Regions from separate parts of the Sus scrofa genome. Here region 2 is linked to region 1. The links are chromatin contacts, called in public HiChIP or PLAC-seq maps. All regions are on one chromosome and are shown on one strand. The core of a region is the stretch at or near the end of the contact, and the rest is flanking DNA. Distances in the headings are between cores, read along the strand shown.

What was found. HiChIP or PLAC-seq counts read pairs in DNA pulled down with a chosen protein or histone mark.
Region 2: an H3K27ac HiChIP or PLAC-seq map of alveolar macrophages shows a contact between it and region 1. The contact joins the promoter of PSMB10 here to the promoter of PARD6A in region 1. A contact is called at or near these places in 1 of 5 promoter capture datasets (liver), 5 of 47 Hi-C or Micro-C datasets (embryonic fibroblasts, psoas muscle and subcutaneous adipose tissue) and 2 of 2 datasets of contacts at active chromatin or transcription factors (alveolar macrophages and skeletal muscle).

The regions. Positions count from the first base shown.
Region 1 is chr6:28,277,586-28,283,518 of Sscrofa11.1, forward strand. It overlaps PARD6A (partitioning defective 6 homolog alpha), which reads left to right and starts at 2,917. Exons shown (of 3, transcript XM_021094099.1): 1 at 2,917-3,611; 2 at 3,999-4,221; 3 at 4,454-5,338. The coding sequence starts at 3,549. The coding sequence ends at 5,202. It overlaps ACD (adrenocortical dysplasia protein homolog), which reads right to left and starts at 2,824. Exons shown (of 12, transcript XM_021094094.1): 1 at 2,644-2,824; 2 at 2,426-2,562; 3 at 2,197-2,290; 4 at 2,042-2,118; 5 at 1,889-1,933; 6 at 1,724-1,758; 7 at 1,409-1,560; 8 at 1,249-1,330; 9 at 1,067-1,153; 10 at 516-874; 11 at 300-391; 12 at 64-220. The coding sequence starts at 2,742. The coding sequence ends at 142. CARMIL2 (capping protein, Arp2/3 and myosin-I linker protein 2) reads left to right here. Exons shown (of 39, transcript XM_021094090.1): 39 at 1-64. The coding sequence ends at 14. ENKD1 (enkurin domain-containing protein 1) reads right to left here. Exons shown (of 8, transcript XM_021094095.1): 8 at 5,523-5,890. The coding sequence ends at 5,730.
Region 2 is chr6:28,544,104-28,550,004 of Sscrofa11.1, forward strand. PSMB10 (proteasome subunit beta 10) reads right to left here and starts at 3,506. Exons shown (of 8, transcript NM_001044565.1): 1 at 3,353-3,506; 2 at 3,054-3,141; 3 at 2,866-2,963; 4 at 2,631-2,771; 5 at 2,244-2,359; 6 at 2,075-2,133; 7 at 1,103-1,254; 8 at 807-981. The coding sequence starts at 3,408. The coding sequence ends at 870.

The sequences.
Region 1 (5,933 bases), core at 1,667-4,166:
GCCCCAACCCCTGACCTTCTTTTCCTGCCGCATGAGATTATTTTATTAAAAAACTCAAAGAAAACCAGTGTGGAGCACTGTTTATCTACCCCCAAGCACAGACCTGTGCGTACACATCCTCCCACGTGTTCACAGGACCCCTCACACCTGGGTTAGTTCAGATTCCAGTTGTGGCTCCATCAAAAAGTGCAAGGCCCAGGCTACGAGCTGGGGAGGGAGCCTAGGAAGAGAACCATGGCTGTAGGTCAGTGGGCACTGGGATCGGGTAACCAAGGGCGGGGGCAGCCCCAGGCACTCACCTGACAGTTTGGACCTGGGCACAGAGGGAGGGACAGGGGGACTCGTACTCATACTGGAAGGTGGAACCATCACGATGCCTCTTTGGGGGGTCCTGAAGGAGTTACAGTGTCTGGAGAGAGGCCTAACCCCATCCAAGGCCACCCCCAGTCCCCATCCCAGCTGTGCCCAAGGCCCACCCCATTCTACCCTCTAGTCGTAGGGATGGCTATGCTCACCCACATAGGACTGGACTCCAGGGCTTCCTTGGTGGTTCTTGTCCTTGGGGAGCGATGCCAGGCCTTGGGAGGTAACTCTACCTTCTTGAACTCCAAGCTAGGTTTCTGGGCCTTGGTTACATGGGCCTGGTGTGGACTGGGGACATGGCCAAGGGGTGACAGATTTGGAGTGCAGCTCAGGAATGGGGAGTTGGGTACAGAGTCAGGGGGTAAGGGGCCAGGAGCTGAGCAGACGGCTGACAGGGGCTGGGAGCTGCCCTTAAGCACTGGGTCTGGAGCATCCAAGGGCAGGGCCGGCAGAAGGCTGATGCTGGCACCGCTTTCCTCTGACAACATGTGGCTGAGTAAGGCAGGGGTTCCTGAGGAGAAAGGGACTCACCATGGGCACAGCCCTCGCAGCTCACCCCAATTGAGTGACCTATGAGCTGAGGCAGGCCTGCAGGAACTGTGCTCACCCCCCACCCAGCTGTATACCCTTTCACAGCATCCTGTGCAGCCCTGTCACCTGATTGGTGGCTCACAGCGAAAGGAAGAGCTAAGCACCACCTTACCTGAGGAACAGGGTGAGGAAGGAGGAGAGGAGATCAGGGCCAGAGACAGGTCCTGCAGAGCTGGGTGTGGCGGGGGTAGCTCAGGGCCTGGGAGTCAGGGGAGGCTTATCAGCACTGTGGGCACTGGGCACAGGTACTCCGCTCTTGACCTCTCCAGTCCTGCTTACCCTGTGCCCTCTGACCTGGGCCCAGACAGCTCAGGATCCGCTGCTCATTCTCAGAGATGCGCAGCCACAGGCTGGGGATGGTGTACACAGCTTCTCCCTGTGGGATGTGAACTTTCAGTTTGGCCCTTGCCCAAGTCCCCACCCTGACACCTCCCAAGTGAAGCCCCAGACCGACCGTGGCCTTGCAGCGGGAGGCAGCCCAGCGGGTGAGGGGGGCTGCCGTGCAAGGGCCTGCCAGCATCAGACAGCTCTCAGCCAGTTGCACTAGTGCCCCACGATGCTCCTGGTCCTCCTCTACCTCATCCAGAAGTTGGGACAGTGAAATGCCTGGGGGCAGGGGACCAGGAGATGGGCTGAAACTCAAAGAGGAAGGGTAGGGTGGGAGATAAGAAGGAGGACTTATTAAGAAAGTAGGGTGTGTGTGTGTGTGTGATGACTGGAGAGATCACTCTACCAGGAGTTCGGGCAGCCCGCCAACCCCTATACATACCTGCACTGGGAGAGGTAGACTCTGAAAGGTGCTCCCTAGAGAAACACAGGAGACACCTGAGGCCTATCTGCACAAATCTGCCATCCCCTGACTGAGCAGGCTCAGTCAGAAAAGTGACCAAGCCCCGAATAAAAGCCGAACGGAAAAGCCCAACCCCAGACTCACTGCAAGCAGTCATAAAGCTTTTTCTGCACATCTGGATCCTGGTTGCTGGGAGAGGAGTGGTAGACAGTCAGTGTTACTAGGGGCCCAAGCCCTCACACCCCAAAAGCCAGGCCTGGGTGAGGAGAACAGGTGGAGGGTGGAGGCATCACTTACCAACCAATCACCTGTTCCCGGGGCTGCTCTGTGGGCAACAAGCTGAAGCGGTCCACCTGGAGGTAGAACTCTGCGGGCTGGAGTTCAGGGACAGGTCTCAGGAGTTGTTAGAAAGTCAGGCCCAGTAACCCACCCAGGCCAGGCTCACCACTCACCGCGCCTCCCTCGGCGACTTGGACGCGAACCCCGCAGTCCCGCAGCAGCAGCAGCCGACCTTCTGCCCCTTGAAAACCGAACTCCTTCTCCTCCCTGCGGCAGGGGACCCTCAGTGCCGAGCCTGCGTGAACACAGCCCAGCCCGCCTGGGGCCCGCCCACCTCCAGCTCAAACCTTGAGCTCTCCCGTTGGCCTCCACTATCTCCAAGCCCCGCGGAGCCCCTCTCACCAGTCCGAGGCGTTCAGGGCTTCTCGCGTCACCAGACATCGGATACTGTGGGTCCCATCGGACACAAGCAGCGCGGTGTCGACGTGAGACGTGTCGGAGGCGCGGGACGGGCCCGGGGTTTCGGCCTCCTGCAGTACCTGACCGCGGTGATAAAGCATCAAGCCCACCGCCCTGGGACCCCGCCCTCCGGGCCCTGAAAAAGGTAGCGGGGTTCTCACCTTGAGCAGCTGCCCCGCCCGCGGGCTTGAAAGTGCCTCTGACCCCAGAATTAGCTCTCGAATCCAGGGTCGCAGGACGAGGTTCCCCAAGCGGGCCATTCCCGCCGCGGCAGCCAGCGGATTACCTCTAGCCCGGATTTCCCGCTAGCGCCGCGGCCCCGCCTCTAGTCGGAAGAGGAAGTGCAGGAGCGCTGGGCGGAACCCGAAACCTAGGCCCTGCCCATGAGCATGCCCGCGCGTGCGCACATGCGCGTCCTAGTTGGGAGTTTGTGTGCACTCCCATTGAATCAAATGGCTGCTGACGTGCTTGCTCTTACTTGAGCAACTCTCCGAGCAACGGTCCGCGTTTGGGCCGTTCTTCAGAACTCCTGTGGCATTGAGCAGGAAGGCGCAAAGGCTGGCATGTATGGAGAGGGAGGAATCTAGGGCCTGAGGCTGCAGCCAAGGGTGGTCCGAGCGAGTTAGCTCGGAGTCACTTCAATGCCTGTGACCCCAAAGAACTCAGCAGATATTTATATTATGACCCAGTTCCCTCATCTACAACATACACAGCCTTGTAAGGCCAATGGAAATAACAGCGTACAGCGCTCAATAAATACCACTTCCCCAACTCTCCCCTCGGCTTGGCCAAGCCCCTCCCCCGAGGCTCCCGGGACTTGACGACCGTAACGTAGTGACGTAAGAGGACGTGAGACTCTCCACCCCTCCAGCTCCGTTTCCTAGGAAACGTGGACTCCGCGTTCCACTCTTCGTCGCTGCCCCCTTGACGTCACGGCCCGGATAGGAGGGCGGGGCGAGTGCTACCGCCAGGGGCGGGGCTGCGCGGGCCAGCCGGCCCCGCAGGCTGTGCACCTGCGCTTCGGCGGGCCGCCTAGGGCACCGTCCCTGGCCCTCCCGGTCCCACGATGGCCAGGCCGCAGAGGACTCCGGCACGCAGTCCTGACAGCATCGTCGAGGTGAAGAGCAAAGTAAGGACCCCTCCAGCCCCAGCTCTGGCTCCGGCCCTAGGCGCTTCCAACCCTCACTCTCCCCTCCCTGACTCCTTGGTCCCCACCACCTTTTTCTCTCCTCCATCCTCCACGTCCCATTCTCTGGTTTTCCTTTTCGCTTCCCCCCATCCCACCTCCTCCTTTCCACTGCCGGCTTCTAGAGTCCCTCTGGCCTGGGTACCTGGAGGGCGAGGAGAAGACCTTGGACAGCGTCCCTTGCACTGGAGCAGAGGTCTGGGTGCAAGTCTGCAGCTGTTGTGAAGCCCTGTCTTTCCCACCCCTACTACCCTCGGACCTGTGGTGAGAAAGGGCACGGACTCTGTCCTAACCCCTCCTCCTCCCCCGACCTCCTACCCCCGCCTCCAGTTTGATGCCGAGTTCCGACGCTTCGCGCTACCTCGCGCTTCGGTGAGCGGCTTCCAAGAGTTCTCTCGGTTGCTGCGTGCGGTACACCAGATCCCGGGCCTGGACGTGCTGCTTGGCTATACGGATGCTCACGGCGACCTACTGCCCCTCACCAACGACGACAGCCTGCACCGGGCCCTGGCCAGTGGGCCCCCGCCACTGAGACTGCTAGTGCAGAAGCGGGGTAAGGATGGGGTACAGGGGGCAGCCTCTGTGGGGTAGGGTGACAGGGCAGATCTCCAAGGGTTAGACCATGCCTAGGGTACCCAAACTTCACCCTCTGCAGTCCTTGCCCTTGGCCTGACCTCCAAGTGGCAGGAAATAACTACAGTGTGCCTTCCCCAGGCCTGGGCCTGATGGAAAAGGGCCTGAGTGGGACATTAGGGTCTCTGATTTCAGTGTCCCCTCTCCTGCAGCAGAAGCTGACTCCAGTGGCCTGGCCTTTGCCTCCAACTCCCTGCAGCGGCGCAAGAAAGGGCTCCTACTCCGGCCAGTGGCACCTCTGCGCACCCGGCCACCCCTGCTAATCAGCCTGCCCCAAGATTTCCGACAGGTTTCTTCAGTCATTGATGTGGACTTACTGCCTGAGACCCACCGACGGGTGCGGCTGCACAAGCATGGTTCTGACCGCCCCCTGGGTTTCTACATCCGAGATGGCATGAGCGTGCGCGTAGCTCCCCAGGGCCTGGAACGAGTTCCAGGCATCTTCATCTCCCGCCTGGTACGAGGGGGCCTGGCTGAGAGTACAGGGCTGCTGGCGGTTAGTGATGAGATCCTCGAGGTCAATGGCATTGAGGTAGCTGGAAAGACCTTGGACCAAGTGACGGACATGATGGTCGCCAACAGTCACAACCTCATTGTCACTGTCAAGCCAGCCAATCAGCGCAATAATGTGGTTCGTGGGACATCTGGGCGTCTGATGAGGCCTCCTTCTGCTGGGCCTGGTGAGCCTGATAGTGACGATGACAGCAGTGATCTGGTCACTGAGAACCGCCAGCCTCCTTGTTCCAATGGGCTGTCTCAGGGGCCTCCATGCTGGGACCTGCGCCCAAGCCGCCTACTTCCTGGTGCCCGCAGCTCTCTGCCCTCCCTGGACGATCAGGAGCAGGCCAGCTCTGGCTGGGGGAGTAGCATGAGAGGAGATGGCAATGGCTTCAGCCTCTGACAGGCAAGGATGCAGGCCCTTGCCCCTCCAGGCTGCTGGGACATGGCAGAGACTTCCCCAGTGGGTGTTTTTAGCTTGCTCATGGGGCTGAATCAGTCTGGGGAACATTAAAGGTTTTCTACAAATGCAGTCATGGTCCTTGTGTGTCCCAGCCCTAGCCTCCTCCCTGATCCCACAAACCTTGCCCTCTGCCCTGGACATGAGGCAGGAGTGGAGGAGTGATAAAAAACAGTAGAGAGGTCTTCCTATAGTCAAGCAGCAGGAGGACCACCAGGCTTGGCATTTCTAGGGTAAGAAAAGATCTTATGGAAACAAACCCCGCTGTGTACAAAAGGTTTAATTTTGACAAAGTGATTAAGAGGCTGAGATGGCCCTTCCACAGCCACCAGTGGCTGTGAAGAGTGCTCTGGGGATACTGCCCACCCCACTGCTCCTGTCTTGAGGGCCACTCTATTATTGGGCCCAATCCGGCCCTTTGCAATCATGTAGCAATCCTCCCCGAAACCCGCCTACAACCAGGAAAGGACTCAGGCATCCATCTTCACAAAGACCTTGGGGCGGGAAAAGATCTTGATGGCCTCCTCTACCTGCACCAGCTTCCGGTCCAGTTCAGCACGGTGGCTCTGGGCCCTCAGGGAATCTGCCCCAGCAGGCAACAGCACCAGCTCACGCAGCAGCTGGCTCTGGCCTACAGGGGCCCCAGGAACAGTAAGTGCTGGGCAGGGGTGCAC
Region 2 (5,901 bases), core at 2,256-4,755, 270 kb after region 1:
TAAAATACTAGGGAAAAAAGCAGTCAGGGATCCAGGGATATACAGTCCGGACTAGACGCTCCCCAGATGTTGGGCAGACTCTTAACAGTTCCAAAGTTTCAGTGGCGCTCAGCCATTCTCTCCCGGGGTAGGATGCTCCTGCCACCCAGCACCTGGGCTGGCACTCAGTGGGTGCTTAGCAGAAGTCTTCAATGTCATCTCTCACATGGGCCCTGTGACCACTGTCAACCCAGGAAACTTGGAGTCACTCCCCCTATTCACAGTCCAACACATGCAAACAGAAGTCCAGCATTCTGTTAGCACCTTAGGTGTGCCTGGTCATCAGAGGGGTCTCACATATAAAGGTGTTGCAGGGGTGAGGATTGCACTGGAGAACTTATCCTTGGAGTCAGAGAGCAGCTCCTCATCAGGATTTTAGCCATCAGTGGGGGCATGGTGGGCCTGTCTTAACTGAGCACCGTGGGCTTTGTCCTTGGCCAGTGATGAGCCAGGCTCTTATGGGGTATATGGGGCCTTTCAGGTTGTAAAACAGTCTCCAGTGACTAGAGGGCAAGAGCAAGGCATCGGAGTGGTAGGGGGAGCCTCCATGATAGGGAGAGTAAGGAGGGGGCCTTGGCCTTGAGCCTGCAATGCTTGCCAGGGCTGGGGTTCTGAAGGGGTAGAGATGCCTAAGGTGATGGGTGAAGGGCACACCCTAGGCCAGGCACTGCAGCCATAGGCATGAGTGGCCCCTGCAGGGACCTTAGTCACAGAGCCCTGCTAGCTGCTTGCTCCTTCTACCCAAGAACAACACAGCAATCTGCTTAGGTGTTGGTGTTTTCTGGGTTTATTCCTCCTTGTTCCTTATTCCAAGTAAGCCTAGGCTTACTTCACTCCACATCCATGGCCTGCACAGTTTCTTCCACCAGCTCCAGGGTCAGCGGCATCACTGTCTGGGACAGGACAGCTGTGGTCCCAGGGGCAAAGCGATACTGGCTGGATCTGGGAAGAAGAGATGACCTCTCAAAATGGGCCCATCACGTGGTCAATCCTCTCTTTGCAGCCCATCTCCCTTGCTGCCACCCTATCCTCTCCTTTGTTCCCCCATCTTCCATGCTCTTACCTTTCTGTGGGCTTTGTGGGAGAGCTCAGTGTTCGCAGCAGCTTGGCACCGGTCCCCATGATCACACATGCATCCACATTGCCCCCAGAGCCCAGGTCACTTAGGATCCCTGCAGTAATGGCTTCCACCAGCAGCCCCTGTGCTGCCTCCAGCTGTAACAATGCATGTGTGAAGCCCTGACGGACACTGTGGTATCACCCTTAGGCTATAGCCTGGAGATTGCTGATCTCTTCCCTGCCTACTCCACAGCCACAGCAACGGCAACGCCAAATCTGAGCCGCATCTGCAATTTATACCGCAGCTCGTGGCAACACCAGATTCTTCACCCACTGAGCAAGGCCAGGGATCGAACCCACATCTTCATGGATCCTAGTCAGGTTCGTTACCACTGAGCCATGACGGGAACTCGGGCACTGCTATTTACCATCTGCTCTCACCTTATACTCCCATCTCCACCTCAAGCTCCTCTCCCCGGGTGTCAGTTTCCCTCTCTCCAGAGACCCGGTGTTCCCAATGCCCCATCTTCACAAACTTCTCTGAGTCACACCTGTGGCTCTGGTTCCAGGGGCCTATTCACTCACCCAGTGTAGTCTTGGCCCCCAATCCCAGGCTCATTTCCTTTTTCTTTCTGGGCCTTAGGCACCTATGAAGTGACATATGCCTCTCTTTCCATCCACCTCAAAACAAGACCCAGACTCCAGACCCCACCTGTTGTTCTCTCCTCCCTTAGCTCTAAATGGTCCTCTCTGAGTTTTGACCTCTCCATGCAGTCCAAGCTTTGGCATTGACAGTGGTCTGTTGGAATTGCACTTCTCCACCCTCGCTCCACTGGCTTCTCCTCCTGTACTCAGTCATCACCTCTGAAAAGCTTTTCCTGACCTCCGGATTAGGCCAGGGTACCTCTGTGTTTCCCCAGCTCCCAAGTGCACTTCCCACCAATGCAATGCCTAGTGGGGCGCAGATGTCACTCACAGTCATGTTGGGCTGGAACCGGTCTTCTAGCACTGCCAGGGCTGCATCTTGGCCGGAGCCTGTAGACAGGAGGGGTATCTGAGGTCAGCCGCGGCCGCATGGTCGCGGGAGAAACGGGAGGCCAGGATGGTATACGTGGGATTCGTGGGGAAGGGATGGAAGGGCTCACCTAGGGCCGTGAAGGGCAGACGGCTGTAGGACCCATGGGGGTGCACGCTGTAGAGCTGGGGTCCTGTGAAGTCTATGCCGCCCACGATTAGCGACGCGCCCACATGGCCCTGGTACCTTTTCCGCAAGTGGGCGCAGTCAGCCAAACAAACCAGGACCCAGGTCCCTCCCCTCCATGGTCCTGCACCCGAGCCCCGCCCCTTCCCGTGGTCTGGAGCCCCATGACTGACATTGCTGCTTCCGGTTGCCTTCTTAACTCCTCTTAGGCTGACCTCTTCCGGTCTCCCGGCACCTCGCAGCCCTGTCCTTCCTCTTGTCCCACCTCCTATCAGCCCCACCTTCCCTGCAACTGCCCCTCCCCAGGGTCGTCTTAGCCCAGCTCCAGCACCGGAAGAGCTTCTGGCGTAACATGCGAGTGACAGTGGCCACGCGCGGCTCGCGGCCGGTGGATAGTGCGTGTAGCTCTATGTTGGATGCCGCCATCCGCGTGGTCATCTCGGCGTCCGCGGCTACTCCAGCCCCACAGCAGCTGAGGGTGAAGGGAGGGTCCATGTGGTCGGGGCTAAGGTGTGCGGAGACCAGGGACGGGGAACTAAGGGGCAGTTCTTGAGAGGAATGCTCACTAGATTTTGGGGGCGATGAAGTGGATCTTTTCGCAGCTCTTGTCCGCCACGACCGAGTCGTTAGTGGCCCGCGTATCCGCGCCCAGGATTACCCCGTCCTGGAGAAGAGGGGAGAAGCCGTTAGGTCATTGCCCACTTCCTATTCCCGGCCGCCCCTCCACGCCCCACAGTCACAACTTCTTGCTCACCTGGAATACAAGACCTGCAATGGTGGTCCCCGTCTTGAGTGCGTGAGGGACCCGGAACCCAGGGAGGGCGCGTTCCAAGGATGCATTTCTGGAACGGAGGGAAAAGTCTCAGGTTTCTTTTCTTATGGGATCCCCCTCCCCCAATCACATTCTCCAACTCCGTCCACGTTTCTCTCACTTCTCCATGTAAGCCTCGGAACCCAAGTCGTCGTCTTACTTTTAAAGATCCTGGTTCTCCCACTCCCAGAGACCCTCACTGAGGACCTAGGCAGCTGGGGACCAATCATCCCCCCACTCACCTCTGGCAGTTCTCAAAGGAAAAGCCCCCTAGGGGCTCTAGCGCTATCTTCTGCATGTCCAGGTGGGCAGGGCAGTCCAGGGGTATGGAGGTCAGAGGAGTAGGACCAGCACCAAGCAAAGAAGGCCACAGCCTTGTCCTTTGTCCTTGTCCTGCACGACTGAGCTTAACTGCTTTCGCTTTCACATTTCCTCACAGCATGATGGCTCCTTTCTGCATCCTCTTTCACTTTCACCTTCACCTCTGGTCCTATGCAGCTTGGCAAGGGTGAGATGTCCCTTGCCTGGTTCTCCATGTTGCTCCCAGGCCTCTGTCTGATACAGCAACAAATACCTCCCTTCTGGCCATTGTCCCGCCTGAGCCCTGAGCTCTGCCTACTCTGACCCCAACTCTAATTGCAAGTCCCAATGCCCCAAGCTGTCACACTGACCAAGTCTCTGATCTCATTGTTACTGGCCTGCCAACAGCATCAGCTGCCTATTGTCTTTTATTACTCTCCTTCTCCCAACTCCTGCCTATTTTGCTGCCTTAGCCTTTTCCATCAAACCTCAGACTCCAAGGCTCAATCCTTGGCCAAGGCAATGCCGATCCTTCCATCATCCCTGTTTCAGGTGCTGTTTTCTCTCTCTCAGGAACGGTGCCATGGCTGTTCATCTGGTGGCCCATACACATTCTGGGCTCTACCCATGGCCAAGCCTTTTTTCACTTCCCAAATGACCCTTGATCTATCCAGATCTTTCTCCTAATTACTGCTTATCTCAACTAGCAGTATCTCTCCCCTAGATTCTACACTGGCCTCCCTGGTTTCCCCACACTTCCTGCCCCTCATCTTCCAGCACAGGCTACACTCTACCCTGCAGAGACGGGGCTTTTTACTAGATTGGAAATCTGGTCATACTCTTTCCTATTTATTTATTTATTTATTTATTTATTCATTTATTTATTTTTGTCTTTTTGTCCTTTTTAAAATTTATTTTTTATTACTTAAATGACTTTATCACATCTGTAGTTGTATAATGATCATAACAATCTGATTTCACAGGATTTCCATCCCACACCCAAGCACATCCCCCCATCCCCCAAACTGTCTCCTCTGGAGACCATAAGTTTTTCAATGTCTGTGAGTCAGTATCTTTTCTGCAAAGAAGTTCAGTCTGTCCTTTTTTTCAGATTCCACATGTCAGTGAAAGCATTTGATGTTGGTATCTCATTGTATGGCTGACTTCACGTAGCATGATAATTTCTAGGTCCATCCATGTTGCTAAAAATGCTGGTATTTCGTTCTTTTTAATGGCTGAGTAATATTCCATTGTGTATATGTACCACATCTTCTTAATCCACTCCTCTGTTGATGGACATTTAGGTTGTTTCCATGTTTTGGCTATTGAAAATAGTGCTGCAATGAACATCGGAGTACATGTGTCTTTGTGACTCATGGTTTTTAGGCTGTGCCCACGGCATATGGAGGTTCCCAGGCCAGGGGTCTAATCGGAGCTGTAGCTGCCAGCCTACACCAGAGCCACAGCAACGCGGGATCTGAGCCACCTCTGTGACCTACACCACAGCTCACAGCAACGCTGGATCCTTAACCCACTGAGCGAGGCTAGGGACAGAACCCACAACCTCATGGTTCCTAGTTGGATTCGTTTCTGCTGCACCACAGGGGGAACTCATCTTTTTCCTATTTAAACTCTGTACCAGCTGCATGCTGCTCTTAGGCTCCATAAAAATTAAATCTTCAGGGTGTTCCTATTGTGGCTCAGCAGGTTAAGAACCTGATATATTGTATGTGAGGATGCAGGTTTCATCCCTGACCTCACTCAGCAAGTTAAGGATCCAATGTTGCCACCATCTGCAGTGTAGGTCGCAGATGCATCTCAGATCTAGCATTGCGGTGGCTATGGCTGTGGCATAGGCCGACAGCTGCAGCTCCGATTCTACCCCTAGCCCTGGAACTTATATGCCACATGTGTGGCCCTAAAAGTGAAAAAATTAATTAAAACTTCAGTATTGAAATGACATATTTAGTGGCTGTTACTCTCACAGATTCTCAACTCCTGTGCTTCTGTCACCCCCTAGCTCTCACAAGTCCCTGTTTAGAGGTGGGTCTTGCCTGTTCTTTTGGGAGCTAGGAGAGACAGCTTACATTTTCCCTATCCTGCCCTCTTGGCTCCATGTACCTTTATTCCACAGCTGTGTGTGCAGCTGCCTCCAGTTCCCAGAGCAGTGGCGGGCATGAAGCAGGCTGCCTAAAGAGAAGAATGGCAAGCTGTACATCTCAAGGTGCCCAATTCAGGAGTTCCCGTTGTGGCTCAGCGGTAACAAACACGGCTGGGATCCATGAAGACACAGGTTCAGTCCCTGGTCTTTAACAGTAGGTTAAGGATCCAGCACTGCCACAAGCTATGGTGTAGGTCATAGATGCGCCTCGGACCGGGCATTGCTGTGGTGTAGGCAGGCAGCTACAGCTCGGATTCAACCCCTTGCCTGGGAACCTCCATGTTCTGCAGGTGTGGCCCTAAAAGAACAAAACAAAACAAACAAGCAACT